Linked DNA regions of Arachis hypogaea: region 1 is linked to region 2. A link is a contact called in public Hi-C data. All regions are on one chromosome and are shown on one strand. Each heading gives the region's core, a stretch centred on a gene start, on an enhancer-like site or on the middle of the called end of the contact. The rest is flanking DNA. Distances are from core to core; before and after follow the strand shown.

Region 1 (3,300 bases), core at 418-2,917, 700 kb before region 2:
TTGGGATATCCTGAAGGAAGGTTTTAGTTGGTGCATTGGGATTTGGAACAGAACTTTTGGTTTTCTAAATGGAGAAGAGAGGGGCGACTATGTCAGGAGATGGATTATGTTCACATTTCTGATTCGGATCTCAGGATCTTGGACCTTTGGTCATCTGGACAGTGGAACCTTGAGAATATCTATTCTCATCTGAATCAGTCTCTGCAGAGCAACATTAACTCTTACAACCCAGATGTTCAAGCTGGTTCAGAGGTCGGTTGGTGTTGGACTGGTGCGGCCTCAAAGGTTTATGATGCTCATAGTGGTTATTTGTGGCTCAGTAAGAAGATGTTTAGTTGGGAGGATAGGGGTAATTGGCTTTGGCTTTGGCGTCAACATGTTCCAGAAAAGCACAAATTTTTGGCTTGGCTATGTCTTCGGGAGGCTCTTCCTACTGCTGCATTTCGTTTTAGGAGGGGCATTTCGCACACGGATAGCTGTCCACGATGTTTCTCAGGTCAGAAATCGGTTTTACATTGTATTCGGGATTGTCCAAAAGCCCAACTTGTTTGGCAAGCTTTAGGGATCTCCGATCAACCAGTGGATTTGATGAGTTGGTTCTTATATAATAGCAAACAGCGCCCTTTTAGATTCTTTTCTGGTCTCTGGTGGATTTGGTATTCGAGAAATAACGAGATCTTTCATCCTCACGAGCATTGGACCACAGACAAGGTGATTGGTATGGCTTTGTCCTTAGAAAAGGAGCTCCAAAATATTTTTGAGTTGCAACGACTATCTATCCCCTCAACCATTAGTGGCTCTTGGATTCCCCCCTTAGTGGGTACCTTTAAGATTAATTGTGATGCTAGCTATTCTGGCAGTGGTGCTCGAGTTAGTTTTGCTTGTGTTAGCAGAGATTGGAAGGAAAGGTGGCAACGAGGCTGTCTGGGAACAATTGAGAGTCGTAGCATTTTGCAAGGAGAGTTGTTTGCTATTTGGAGAGGCTTTCTTTTAGCATGGGACTCGGGACAAAGAGACATTATATGTGAGACAGACTGTGTGGAAGCATTTACTATTGTCAATAATTTACAAGATTGCTCTGGGTTTATTAATCCTTTGGTGTTAGAAATCCGAGATATCATGTCTTGGAAATGGCGTGCTGATCTTCGGTTGATCTTGAGAGATGCAAATACAGTAGCAGACATCATGGCAAAGACTGCAATGAGGACTATTTCTCCCCAAGTGGAGCTTCCATTGCCTTGGAAGGAGTTTGAGAGTAGTATTCAGTGGGACTACCTTTCTTAAGGAGTTTCTTGTTTTTTTTTCTTTCTTAGTTTTTGTTTATTTTCTTTTAAGTTACCAAAAAAAAAATAAAGTAAGAATGTTTAATATTTTTTATAAAATTAAATAAAAAATATTTTTTTATTTTTATTTAATTAAAGGGTATATTAATAAAGTGGTGATATAATATATATTTAAAAAAATAAAATTAAATATTGATGTGAAAAATAAATTTCACGTGACTTATTATTACTTGTCCATATTTTAAATATATGGATACGTATGAATTTATCATGTTATTGAAGCAATCACCAAAACACAAATATCTTTTGCATATAATAAAAAATGAGTCACGAAATAATTCTCAAAGATTTTTTATAAATAAAAATAATTTGAAATTTTGTATGAGCGAGTTAACAAGGTATGACGTGTTTGGAGGTACTCCTAAACGCAAGGACGAATACTATTGGGCAAAACGATTCATTGAGGAGCTTCAATTGGTCCACGTCAGCATGAATGACATGCTCCAAGTCTCGCTGTAGTCGGGAGTGACCAGTATAAAATGCGAAGGGCAAACGGGGCGTACCATTTTTCATTCAATAAACGAAAACCAATCTAACAAACCAGCCATCAACTTGGCCACCAGAAAACCCAACACCACCGTTAACAACCACTTCACCGTTTACAGAGCGCAACTACAACACGGTGACGCCATGACTGGCTCGTGGGCTCGCGGGTCTCTCATTGTTCTCGCCATCGTTTCCCTCGGTAATTACTAATTAGATCTCTCTCTCTCTCTCTCTCTCTCTCTCTCTCTCTCCGTTCCCATACTTTCCCCTGCATTGTTTCGATCTACGATATTCATGGATCACTTCTTTTCACTTAGTAGATAGTGTTTGGATCTTACTGCGGTAGCTTCTTATTCTGATGTGACTGACAGAACACCTCGAAATTCAAATTACTATTAAGCGAAGCACAAATGTCTTAAGAAATATTCTTCAAACTCTTCTTTTTTTTTTTTTTCTTTTGTCAGGGTTTAGATTGCACGCATAAACTTAAATTGATCGTGTACTGTAGTTTGTTATTTTTCATGAATTAAAATAGAAACAGCTATGTAATATTCCTCTTCCTCGATTACTTATTGATAATACGTATCTGTTTGTTACTTATATCTTCAGATCATAGATTTCAATTCTCTAAGAGAAGAAAGATGTCTTTGTATAATGCCGTTACATGATTTGATTATACATCTCATTTGGCAATCAGAGTTTGTGTTGCAATTAACGTTGAGAATGTTCCATTTCACAGGATGTATGTTTGCAATTTCCATTGCAAAAGAGGAAGCAACCAAGTTGGGTACAGTTATTGGGATAGATCTTGGAACAACTTATTCTTGTGTTGGTGTTTATAAGAATGGCCATGTTGAGATCATAGCCAATGACCAGGGTAACCGTATCACCCCATCATGGGTTGCTTTCACCGACAGCGAGAGACTGATCGGGGAGGCTGCCAAGAATCAGGCAGCTGTCAACCCCGAAAGGACCATCTTTGATGTCAAGAGGCTTATTGGAAGAAAGTGAGGACTGAGGAATATTCATGTTGTTAATTTATGTTAATTAATCAGACTTCTTGGACATATAACTCACGTGTATGTATTTACAGGTTTGAAGATAAGGAAGTCCAAAGAGACATGAAGCTTGTGCCATATAAGATTGTGAACAAGGATGGGAAACCTTACATACAGGTAAAGATTAAAGATGGTGAGACCAAGGTGTTCAGCCCTGAGGAAATCAGTGCCATGATTTTGACTAAGATGAAGGAAACAGCTGAAGCATTCCTTGGAAAGAAAATCCATGATGCAGTTGTCACTGTCCCTGGTAAGTCCACCAAATTATGATTGATTTCTCATGCCATCTCGATTGTTAGATTCCTGCTTTTTGACTTTATTCTAATTTTTGTCATTTTCTTTTCAAATGTACAGCTTACTTCAATGATGCTCAGAGGCAGGCCACCAAGGATGCTGGTGTTATTGCCGGTCTG
Region 2 (3,488 bases), core at 762-3,261:
TTTCAAACCAATTTCGAATGTTAAAAATTATTATTTTATTAAAGCGATTATTCTGGTTCTTACAAATGGCCAACTACACTGAACTGAACACCATTCATGTTCTGAATAAAATATGATAAATATTCAATCATCAAGAAAAATATTTCTACATGCAAAAGGACTCCACTGAACACATTAACAATCAAGTGAATGAAAATTACCAAGCTCATTGAACATAACACCATTCATGTCTGAATAAAATGTGATACACATCCAATCATCAAGAAAAATATTTCTTCATACAAAAGGACTCAATTGAACACTTAACAATCAAATGAATGAAAATGACCAACTCCACTGAACTGAACACCATTCATATTCTGAATAAAACATGATAAATATTCAATTATTAAGAAAAATATTTCTGCATGTAAAAGGACTCAACTAAACACACTAACAATCAAGTGAATAAAAGTCACCAAGCCCACTGAACAGAACACCATTCATGTTGTGAATAAAATGTGATAAACATTCAATCAACAACAAAAGTATTTCTGCATGAAAAAAGACTCAATTGAACTCACTAACAATCAAGTGAATCAAAATGATCAACTCCACTGAACTGAATGAAAATAAGAACACATTTCCATTCATATGCCCTAGTTATGCAAAAAAAATTGATTCAGAATAAGTCGATCTGCTAAACGAAGCAACTCAATCTAGTAAAACTAAAATGCAACTAGGAGAAACGCGAGATTGCGAGATTTTAAATGAACAGTAGTTTTTATCATAACTTTCGCAGTCTCTATTGTTGTTTTCGTTTATTTTTTCTTCTTTCTTTCGAAATCTTCTCGTGATTCTTGAGTAGATTTTGAGAGATTCGAAATTCTCCCATAGCGGTTTCAAAGTTAAAGAATGAACATTTTTTCATAATGAAGCGCGAATGAATGTTAAACGTTTTCGGGGTTTGAGCGTGTGTAATATATACTCATTTAATGAGATTAGATTTTTTTGGTGTTAGACCACCTCGGATGAACTTGAATGAAAATTTATATAAATGTATAGCATGACTCTATCTAGTAAAATATAGAATGATATATATTAAGAGTAATGCTATAAGACTGATATAATTTAATATTTTTTGTCGATCATTAATTATTAATATTTAAAAATATCAATTAAAAATATAATATTAAATTATTGAATTAAAATATTAGATTATTGATAAAAAATAATTATCAATATAAATTAAAATTATTGATCCTTAAACTTTTCTCATATACTAATATGTGGTAATAGTATAGCCAGGAAAAAGAGCTGTAAAAATTAGGAATGAACAAAAAAGTCGGTCACAAAATACATCTAGATTTAGATTTTTTTTTTTTTTAAGGTGTGTTTAGCTTGTAATTTTTTTGTTTTAATTTTTAACTTTTTTTTTTTGTAAAATTTGTGGGAAAAAAAAAAAGCAATAAATTTTTATTATGTTATTTTTTCTTCATAAAATCTTTAAAATAAAAAATATTAAAAATAAAAATAAAAAATAAAAATACAAACTAAATACATCGTAAATTTGTTAATAAATTTATCAGATTTGTCTAAATCATTTAAGATATAAATAAATATATAAACAATTTTTTGTATAATCAAAAGTTTATTATGAAACTTTAGTATTTTAAATTTGTTATATTTTATTATAAATAATTTTTATATTTTAAAAGATTTTGAAAATTTAGATATTATTGAGGATTTTGCATTTGATATATTATTATAAAAAATATTATGTGTATATAAAAAAATAATTATTATATATTTGTGTATAAATATATATATATATATATATATATATTTAATTTATTTTTAATATATATTATATTTTTAATGTGTATTATGTACATGTATATGAATTTTGATAATTAATCTTTTTATAGATGTAATATAGTTGTGTGTGTGTGTATATATATATATATATATAATAATTGCCAAATCTTTTAGCAGACTTTAGGCTAAATTTATTAGTTGCAAAATAAGATTAACAGATTAAAAATCAAACTCATGCAAGGTTGCAAAGTTGGCGTGATGAAGCCTGTCACGCCCCTTAGTACTATCCTATATATGTGTATGTAAGCTTTCATGGGCTTATTTAGTAGGCGTCTGTTGATTCTTTTCTCTATGCACAATATTAATCAATCCACACTCCCCACCCCCACTGATGACAGCACTATTCAGCTAACTCATCCAATTCAAGAGAGGACCATTCATGCTTCTCTCTCTCTCTCTCTCTCTCTCTCTGATCACTTGTCACTTTTATCCTTCTTTCCCTCTTTTATCCTCCTTTCGCTATTCCTCTTTCGCTCTCTCTTCTTATCTGCATGTACGCTAGACAAATAGAGAGAGAGAGATATCAATGCACAGAAGCCTACCTAACTAGCATCTGCAAAATCAATTCAAAAGACATACACCTTTCCGATTCCAACTTTAATTAATCACTCTCTCTCACCACACCACACCACACACCACTACAAGAACAAGGAAGACATTAAACAGTTTCTATCTACCAACCAAACCACAAGAGTTAAAGTTAAGATGCTGGAAACAGTTAAATACCTGATAGGGTCGCCGGGTCCAAGCGGGTTCGGGTCCAAGTCCAACGCCGAACAAGTCACGGAAAACTCCGATCTGCGCTCACTCACGGCCATTATTACCGGTATATATTTCTATGTAATGTAATTCTTATTTAAGCCATGTATGTGTGCTTAGGCTCTCTCTCTCTCTATACATTATTAGGTGCCACGTCAGGAATAGGAGCTGAAACGGCAAGGGTTCTGGCGAAACGAGGAGCGAGGCTGGTTCTGCCAGCGCGGAGCCTGAAAGCCGCGGAAGATACAAAGGCTCGCATAGTATCGGAGTTTCCAGATGCTGACGTCATGGTTATGCCGCTCGACCTCAGTTCTCTCACTTCTGTTAGGAACTTCGTGGCTCACTTCCACTCTCTCCGTTTGCCCCTCAATCTCCTCATGTTTGTAACATGCAGACAAACTTCCCCATTTTATTTTCTCTATATTCCTTATCTCAAAAAAAGGAACGAGTCTTTCTCATCCGTGATTTTAATTTGAATAGAAACAACGCTGGCAAGTTTGCACATGAGCATGCCATCTCGGAGGATGGCCTTGAAATGACCTTCGCCACTAATTATCTAGGTAACTAATGACTAACTAACTAACAGTATAATTAATTGGAATTGGAATTATATTAATTATGGATGGGCAGGTCATTTTTTGTTAACAAAGCTTTTATTGAAGACGATGATCGAGACGGCAGAGAAGACAGGGGTGCAAGGGAGGATAGTGAACGTGTCGTCGAGCATCCACGCTTGGTTTTCCGGTGATGTCATCTCATATTTAGCCTCTATTAGCCGCAACAACAAAAGGTATAATATATACGTGGGTGTTTAATTTGGTTTGAATTGAAGTTGAAGAAGCTTAGCTTGTCCTATATGTGTTCCCCATCCA

Evidence for each region. A called contact is a pair of places that touch in the nucleus more often than the background predicts.
Region 1: a contact with region 2 is called in a Hi-C map of leaf, with 6 times the contacts expected there. The contact joins the promoter of LOC112732399 here to the promoter of LOC112732396 in region 2. A contact is called at or near these places in 2 of 8 Hi-C or Micro-C datasets (both in leaf).

What each region holds. Positions count from the first base shown.
Region 1 is chr13:94,232,552-94,235,851 of arahy.Tifrunner.gnm2.J5K5, reverse strand. It overlaps LOC112732399 (luminal-binding protein 5), which reads left to right and starts at 1,667. Exons shown (of 8, transcript XM_025781110.3): 1 at 1,667-2,028; 2 at 2,569-2,836; 3 at 2,923-3,137; 4 at 3,242-3,300. The coding sequence starts at 1,974.
Region 2 is chr13:93,534,125-93,537,612 of arahy.Tifrunner.gnm2.J5K5, reverse strand. LOC112732396 (short-chain dehydrogenase TIC 32 A, chloroplastic) reads left to right here and starts at 2,011. Exons shown (of 8, transcript XM_025781109.3): 1 at 2,011-2,683; 2 at 2,764-2,995; 3 at 3,097-3,176; 4 at 3,247-3,406. The coding sequence starts at 2,563.